Linked DNA regions of Rattus norvegicus: region 2 is linked to region 1. The links are chromatin contacts, called in public Hi-C maps. All regions are on one chromosome and are shown on one strand. Each heading gives the region's core, a stretch centred on a gene start, on an enhancer-like site or on the middle of the called end of the contact. The rest is flanking DNA. Distances are from core to core; before and after follow the strand shown. Region 1 has its middle 52 kb from the start of Ropn1. Region 2 overlaps Kalrn (kalirin, RhoGEF kinase).

Region 1 (4,327 bases), core at 70-2,569:
CTGGGAGATGCTCTGACTCGATTGTGCTGATGGTCCCACAGGTCTGTCTACACAACTGTCTTTACAATGCGCAGTGAAGGGCAGAAAACTAAGCTTTGGCTTAAAAAAATATATCTGCTGTGTGTCCACATTACTCTTCATCTATACCAGCAAAGATCGCTGAGAACTAAGTGTAACTCAGAATCCCTCCAAACTATATTGTACACACACACACACACACACACACACACACACACACACACATATATATATTCCAGTATATATTCAGAATATATATGTTTATTCCAAAGTCCTGAGCCACTAGTACCCATTTGGGTGCTGTAATGTTCTGGGTTATCTGTATCATGTACACACACACATACACTCATGTGAGAGACAAGATGTGGAGGTCTATGAACATAATTATTGGCAAGAACAACACATATATACTTTTATATATGCATATGTACATACATATACATACATATTGGCATGTACACACATATATCACATTTTACATATACATATATACATGCATATATATACACATATACATATATACACATATTATGGGTTCTTCTTGCCAATAATTATGTTCATAAGCCTCCACATCTTCCCTGTCTCACATCCTATATATGTACATGATAGGATAACCCAGAACAGTAGATATGGCACCCAAGTGGGTACTAGTGATCCCGGGACTTTGGAATGTTTACCGAGCAAAACTTGACTGACAGGCAGCGGGAAAGCAGGCAGCCAAAAAATGCAGGAGGATAAGCCAGATCAAACATTACAGGGGAGAGACAGAAAAGGGTGACCAACCGCAGGCATGATGCTGATCTGTTGACTCAGTAATGCGGACCGAACATGCTGTGAAAGTGCAGCAGGATTGGCGAGGTGGAGATGTTCACCGTGCCACCGGACAAAAGACCAAGTGGCCCTGACCTCTAGATGACAGGAAGTCTTTGTCATCTCCGTCTTTCCCATATCCCTAATTAAAAATTTGACATCACTTAAGTCAGGCACCGTGCCCTATGTATCCTGGCATCCAATATATCCTTCTCCCAGTTGGCCGGGCTCCCCTGGAGGTGTGGTGCAAGGAGATGAAGAGATGGAGTTACGATTCAGCACGGTGGCTTTTTGTCACTTTGGGACATCACTTATTCAATTTATTTATTTGTTTATCTAAGTCAATAAAGTTAGCACTGGTACAGAGCTAGTAGTAGTCTGTAAGACACCGGGGATGGGGAGCTCCAGGCCCCCCTTTCTTCATTCGTTAATGCTCATGCCGGGATCTCTGCGCCACTCTGATGACGGTGCCAGTGGCTGGCATGAGTAATGATGTGGTCACGCTCAGACCTCAGGGCCATACCTCAATGATCACTGTGCTCAGGCTGTGTGACACATAGAAGATTCCTTAGCTTTTTTGGTCTGCTTCTTTCCAAAGGGTGGCTCCCGGCCACTTAAGGCATCTTTGCTATAAAAATTCCATGAAAATGAAATTAAGTGTTTTAGTTTTGTTTGTTGAAAAGCTGCTCTTAAAAAAAAAACCCTTCTAAGGCATTTTTTGAAATTAATTCCTTATTGCCTCAAATCTCTAACTCACGTATAATTGTAAATCAAATTAACATTTGATCTTATCCAGGGCAATAGATCAAGTTTCTCTCTCTCTCTCTCTCTCTCTCTCTCTCTCTCTCTCTCTCTCTCTCTCTCTTTCTCTTATTTCTTTCTGTGTGTATGTACTATTTATGTATATATATGTATATATATATATTTGTGTAGGTGCACATGTGTGTGTTTGTGCATGCGTGTGCATGTTTCTGTAGGAAGAAGGCTGTTGTTGGCTGTCTTCCTAGCTTTCTGCCTTACGTTTTGAGAGGTGATCTCTCACTGAACCCAGAGCTCACTGACTGGCTAAGCTAGTTGGCCAATGACCTATTGGATCTGCTTGTCTCTGCGTGTCCCTGGCTCTGGGATTGCCCATACATCAGATCTGACTTTTATATGGGTGTTGAGAATCCATGCTTATGTGGTAGGCATTTTACCAACTAAGCCATCTTTCCAATCCCGGCCAAGGTTTTTGACAAGCCTCTCTGGCTCCCAGTGTTTGCTGTCTCCTTCATCTCTCCTCAAACAGCAGCAGCAGCAGCAGCAACAACAAAATACAAGTCAACAGACACAAAATCCCCTCTCCTCTCGAAGTCCAGTCACACCATAAATACCTCTAAACTCTCCAGGGGCTTCTTCAAGTACATAACACATGCTCTCTCTCAGACCATCACACCACTCTCAGTTGGGAGTTGCTAGGGGAGGATTCAAATTCTTCTCTTGTCCATTTATAACGCATGACTCAAAATGTCTCTAACCCTCAGTGTTTTCATCTGAAAGAGGGGTCAATAATATGTAGTTTGAGCTCCAGTGCCATCTATCTAAGATGATGGGTTTGTGACATGTAGCATGCCGCCACTTGGCATTAGAAAGCAGTGGTGGGGGGCTGGGGATTTAGCTCAGTGGTAGAGCGCTGGCCTAGGAAGCGCAAGGCCCCGGGTTCGGTCCCCAGCTCCGAAAAAAAAAGAACCAAAAAAAAAAAAAAAAAGGAAGCAGTGGTGGTTTTATGAAAGACTGACAGAGATAGAGGCTGAGGAAAAAGAGAAAAGTCCAGCAGTCTTTTGGAATGGAGAAACTGAAACCTTTGCTTTAGTTGAGTGGCTGCTGCTAACAGTGGCGGTGGCAGTGGTGGTGGTGGTGGTGGTGGTGGTGGTGGTGGTGGTGTGTGTGTGTGTGTGTGTGTGTGATAGAATTTTAGAGTGTTAAGATCAAGAGTGTATGTTATTTATCTGAGAGGCATGACATTCTAAGAGGGTATTAAATCACCCATATGCTCTTGACCCAAGACTGGGAGGGGTTTTTTTCTTTAATCTAGTATCCAGCCATTAACAGGAGGGTGCATGGGATAACGATGGGGAAATGTCAAGTCCTAGACAGCTATGAGGGCCAAACCTGCACATGCCGCCATCAGATTACCTACACATCCCCCCAGGAGAGGCTGATAACTCTGGCCCTCTCCAGAACAGACATCATTCCACCCAACAGGTCAGCGTCAGTGTCAGCAAGGGGCTGAGAACCTGGAAATGGAGCCTGCCTGATAATCCAAGAAAAACAGACAATTGGCTCGGGCTATGATTCCAGTTGGTTGGAATTTATAGCTGACTGAACAATGACCACATTCATGAACTGAACTTCTGCTTTCCCTCCCTTTGCCCAAAGCCCTTCATCTCTCCTCCTAACAGATAGCCAACTGTGCTCTGAGATTGGTACTGTTAACACCTGCAAGTGCTGGCCGGCCTTGATTGCTGTGTAACAAAACCTGACGTGCACGGTTTGAAAGCAGTTACGGCCTGCAAGCCTAGTGTCATTATGAGGAAGTGAAAGTTAAAATAGAGCCCCATGCAGGAGGAGAGTGCATCTATTTTTTCTGCTCCTTTAGAGCTGGTAGCTAGTGAGGAACTTTTGGGGGGTGACCATCTTGTTTTGCATGGGACATTCCTGGTTTCAACTATGAACATTCTTGTGTTTCAGGGAAGTCCTAAGTCCCCAGCAATATGGAAAACTTGATCCTCCTACATGTGGCTCCTAATAGGTGTCCAATAAACTTATCAATCAAGAGAAATATATTAAAGTTCGGGGATGTAGGTAAGCGGTAGTAGTATGTTTGTCTATGCACACACAAGGCCCTGGGTTCGAAAGACAAATCATCTGTATGGAGAAATACATTTTAAAAGAGCACTGGAAATGTTATTGGAATCATAAAGCAATGCACAGGATGAACTGCTATGGATAGACGAACTCTAATGGACATGATTAAAGCTGGAGCCTGTTAAAACCAGTGTGCTAGCATAATGAAGTGGAACTCTAGTGTGCTGGATAGTTTCGTGTCAACTTGACCCGAGCTAAAGTCATCAGAGAGGAGGGAGCGTCAGTTAAGGAAATGCCTCCATGAGATCAGGCATTTTCTCGATGAAGCCGCTTTCTATGGTCCCACTCATGGTTGATGGTCCTGGGTTCTATAAGAAAGCAGGCTGAGAGGGATGGGGGCCACGCACCCATCTCCAAAATTTTAACCCAGAATTGCTCCTGTCTAAAGGAAATATGGGGACAAAGAGTGGAGCAGAGACTGAAGGAAAGGCCATCCAGAGACTGCCCCACCTGGGAATCCATCCCATATACAGACACCAAGCCCAGACAATATTGCTGATGCCAAGAAGTGCTGGCTGACAGGAGTCTGATATAGCTGTCTCCTGAGGTGCTTTGCCAGATCATGACAAATACAGAGGCAGATGCTTGCAGC
Region 2 (4,291 bases), core at 1,091-3,590, 260 kb after region 1:
TTAACATAGGCTCTCCTTTTCTGGGGAGTGTAGTGTTCTTTGTTCCCTGTTAGTTGCTCATAAGAGCCTCTATCATATTTATAGACCTTTACTGTTGTGATTTAAGTTATACACACACACCACATACATTCACTCACACACCATAAATACACACACCATACACATACACACATACATTCACACACACAGACACACACACCATATACATATACACATATATTCACACACACCATATACATACATACATACACACATACACACACACACACACACAAAAGAAACAATAATAATTATCGAAAAAGCGTTCATGAATTTGAGAGGATGCTGGGGGACATGGAGGAGTTGGAGGGAAGAGAGGAATTTTAATGATGAAAACGTGTTTTACTCAGTATGAAATTCTCTAAGCAAACAGAATCTGATCCACATCAGCTTTTACACTTCATAAAAGCCACCTAATTTCAAGAACCACCTTTTTAACATTTTTGACCCTATGTCACCTTGGGCATGGCAGGCATCCCATGCACACTGGTTAGACTTAAATGGAAAAGCAAGCTTAGTTTTCTCTGTAAGGAGAAGAGAGCACGGAAAAGCCAGAGCAGTTCATACCCTGTCTTAGCTTATCTGGTCCTCTCACCACCACCACCACCACCACCACCACCACACACACACACACACACACACACACACACACACACACACACACACACACACACAGCCTGAGAAGAGTGGCCTTCTTCACAGGTGCTGCCCACACCTTGCCTGGCTGTCTCACCTGAGTGTTCTGGACAGCAAACTACAAACCCTAACTTAGAGTGGACTGAGTAATAGAGGGGGAGAGTCTCGCCTCAGGTCCTCAGAAGTCCAGAGAGAAGATGGAACTTAGGCTCAGCTCAATCAGGGGTTTGGCTGTTTGCTGCAGCCGCCTTGACTCCACCCTTTGCTTTTATTGGCGTGTGGTAGATGGCTACAGCAGGCAGAATTGGTGACACGCAAGACAGTGTCAAAGGAAGAGACACCATGCCTAAAGAAGTGCTCCCCGGGGCTGGAGAGATGGCTCAGTGGTTAAGAGCACCGACTGCTCTTCCAGAGGTCCTGAGTTCAATTCCCAGCAACCACATGGTGGCTCACAACCATCTGTAATGAGATCTGATGCCCTCTTCTGGTGTGTCTGAAGACAGCGACAGTGTACTCATATATATAATAAATAAAAATATCTTTAAAAAATTAAAAAAAAAAGAAGTGCTCCCCGGCAGTTTCTCGCAAATGTCCCTACTTTCTTTATTGCATCGACTACATCATATTCTCATTTCTGAGACAGACTGAGTGCTTGGGAGGGAACATGCACTGGTTCTTATATCTGGTATCCTAAAGAGCTAGGAACTTCCTGGAACTGTGGCTCTGGTGAGTCTCCTTCTGTGTGGGGACTTCCAGGAGAAGTCATGGCTACCTGAATGAGTGGGCTAGGCCTCCTGGCTTGCTCTCTCAGTACCGGTCCTCAAAGCATTCTAAAGACTTTACAAAGGGCCAGTAGCTACCTTGGGATAATAACCACCACCATCCTATCCCACTTCTCGCCCTCATGGTCTCTTTTCCCTAGGCTCTATAGAGAGACGGAAGCTTCCTGTGAATTTTTATGCCAAAGAAATGAGGATTCTCCTGTAAACTCAGCCTGTAGCCTACCCTGACTCCAGGGAGATAGCAGCTTCTCCTTGGGAAACAGCTAGAGGGCTTTATTCTTCTCTGTAGCTTTGAATGCTTTGTTCTGCTTGACCTGTGACCTTTCTCGTCACTTTGTCCCCTTCTTCTCCCTTCTAGATGTTCGACTGGATAAGCCACAACAAGGAGTTATTTCTTCAGAGCCACACAGAGATCGGAGTCAGCTACCAGCATGCACTAGACCTCCAGACACAGCACAATCACTTTGCCATGAACTCCATGGTGAGTGGAAAGGTCGTTCTCAGTGTGCCTCTGGGACAGGACAAGAAAGGGCCGGCTGGGACAAAGGAAGAGGAGGAGCAAACGAATTAGAATAGGGAGCACTGACCACTCAAATCCTTTACCAGTGCACTTTCCAATATGGGGACCTGTGCAGGGCGCTGGGCCAGCCAGCTGTTCCTACAGCAGATCTCCACTCCACTTTGCACCATGAAAGGAATGTGCCTTGGGGTTGTAGGGGGCAGTAGCTTAGACAAGGCTGAAAGGCCAGAGAGTCACCAGTTCCACGTCACTGACTTCACTGACATTTTTTTTTTTTTTGGTCCCCAGCATGTGTGAGTCACTGAGCAGGGACAGAGAAGGGCTTAAAGCTATGTTGTATGGGGAAGTGTTGAATGACTTGTGGCTGCTCACAGAGGGAGGGAGAACCCTATGGGACGCACGATTGTTGCCTTCAGATAGTTGAGTGTTGAGTCAGAGAGAAGGGAGAAGAATTGTTTTATGTTGTTCTAGAAGGCAGAAGTTTCCAGAGGACGGCAGTCTGTGGAGTCGGCAGTGTGACTGACAGGGAGGGGAGGGACACGGGAGGGAGCACACATGATGGGAGTGTTCGGGTGGGCTTGAAGTTAGAAGAGACCATTTACTCTCAACGTGGCCACAGGGGTTTACCTCAATGTTTTAACTTCTTCATCTGTGACATATAAATTGTAACTATCCCAGAAGTTTGCTCAGGGAATCAACAAGATAATGGTAAAGAAGTTGGAACTGTGTCTGGCCCATGGTAGGTCATCAGTAAATGCAGGTATCATGGTAGACCTGGGAGTCTAGAGTGGGTAGCACGTGATCACTCAGACACCAGCTTTGGGGATGCTATGCTTCCTGTGTCAACGCTTCAAGGCTTCCTTTTGAAATCTTTGTCCTTAAACCTTCTTATATTCCAAACACATGGAGCCTACGAATGCATCCACCAAAGACACTGTTTTGTTTTGTTTTTTTTTTTTGTTTGTTTGTTTCTACTCCCTCGTTCTGGCTCTGTTGGTCCAAAGACACAGCTCCACCATCTTCCCTGAAAGAAACAAAGGGTATTCTTCACCCTTTGCAGCTTTGCCCCTGAGAGTGGGAGACAAACGGGAATCTGGAAGATGGCGGGGTAAGGAAGAAAATTCCATGGTCAACAAATCAACGGAATTGTTTTAAATGTGCTTCATACGGGACCCAACACGCTGAAGAAGAAATGATTCTATCCTGTGGTCGTTCGTTGTCCGCACACAGAGCTGAAACTCGGTCTCAGTGTCATCTGATGTACATTGCCAGATACGCTAAGTTAACCCAGGACATTAAACTCTAAGCAGCTGGAAGCCAGCTCAAAGTAGGCTCATCGCAGGTACCAGTGACAGAGTTAGAGCAGCCACCATCTCAGATGCTGCCAGACACTGGCCTGACAAAGTGTGAGACCAAACACAGCAGGCTCTAAGAAGTGACGTGTCCATTGGTCAGTTTCCAGGCACATTTCCGTGGTCAGTATCAACCTCAGTACCCATCTACAACTTTAAGGGGACAGGGTCATGTTGCTCCACTGCGGGCTGATTGGGAACAGTCGTAACAGGCGTAGGGAGCCACCACAGGCTGTTAACCAGAGATGGACACTGTAAGGTTTGCACAGGGAGATCATTAACCACAGAAAACAAGATCGTGAAGCCAGGTAGGAAAACCAACATGGTCCTGTGATGACACTGGGGCACAACCCAGTCTTGTGTACTCATCTAAATGTAGCTACCCCTCCCCTCCCAACTATAATTATTTCTTATCCCAGACTCAGTCCCACAGGAACAAAGTAATTGATCACAGGTGATTAGACTGTGAAGTCAAATCTAGTCAAGTTTGATTATCTGTGTGCCTTGTGGAGTTTCCCCTGAAGACAGTTACAAATTCTGTGTCAGAATTTTCACATCACCCAACTGCCTGGCCCCGAAGGCAGTCAGGCTCATTTTAATAAGCAGCAAAGGCAAACATAATTAGGGAGGTAAGGCTGCCACCAAGCCCCTTGAACCATGCGTTAAGAGCTAGACAGAGAGTGCCTTTGGCTGTGAATTATCTGCATTACTGCTCTCCCCAGTTACCGTGGGTAACTATGAGTTAACGGCACACTGAAAACCTTTACGGTGACAAATCTACTGTGGAAGTCATTTTCAGGACAAAAACAAGGAAGGAAATACTGAGGAGAGCATCTTCTGAACCTGGAAGGGGGAAGATTTAATACCAATAGCCAATTAGTGTGAAGCAATCCATCCACAGCCTCCCTTAGCTCCTCAGTGACTGAGCCAGCAGCAAGCAGCAGCAAGACCAGACGTCTGTA

The links. A called contact is a pair of places that touch in the nucleus more often than the background predicts.
Region 2: a Hi-C map of the A7r5 cell line shows a contact between it and region 1, with 4 times the contacts expected there. The contact joins two enhancer-like sites. A contact is called at or near these places in 10 of 12 Hi-C or Micro-C datasets (the A7r5 cell line, the Rat2 cell line, Schwann cells and 5 more).

What each region holds. Positions count from the first base shown.
Region 1 is chr11:79,682,017-79,686,343 of GRCr8, forward strand. No RefSeq gene overlaps it. Among named protein-coding and RNA genes, the nearest start is that of Ropn1, 52 kb to the left of the region's middle. Within about 2 kb of position 1,320, at least 12 of the 93 cell types and tissues checked have an H3K27ac peak or open chromatin away from gene starts, as enhancers often do. A contact at or near this core is called in the A7r5 cell line, where this site is marked.
Region 2 is chr11:79,941,786-79,946,076 of GRCr8, forward strand. Kalrn (kalirin, RhoGEF kinase) reads left to right here. Exons shown (of 60, transcript NM_032062.2): 6 at 1,816-1,938. Among named protein-coding and RNA genes, the nearest start is that of Kalrn, 180 kb to the left of the region's middle. Within about 2 kb of position 2,341, at least 9 of the 93 cell types and tissues checked have an H3K27ac peak or open chromatin away from gene starts, as enhancers often do. A contact at or near this core is called in the A7r5 cell line, where this site is marked.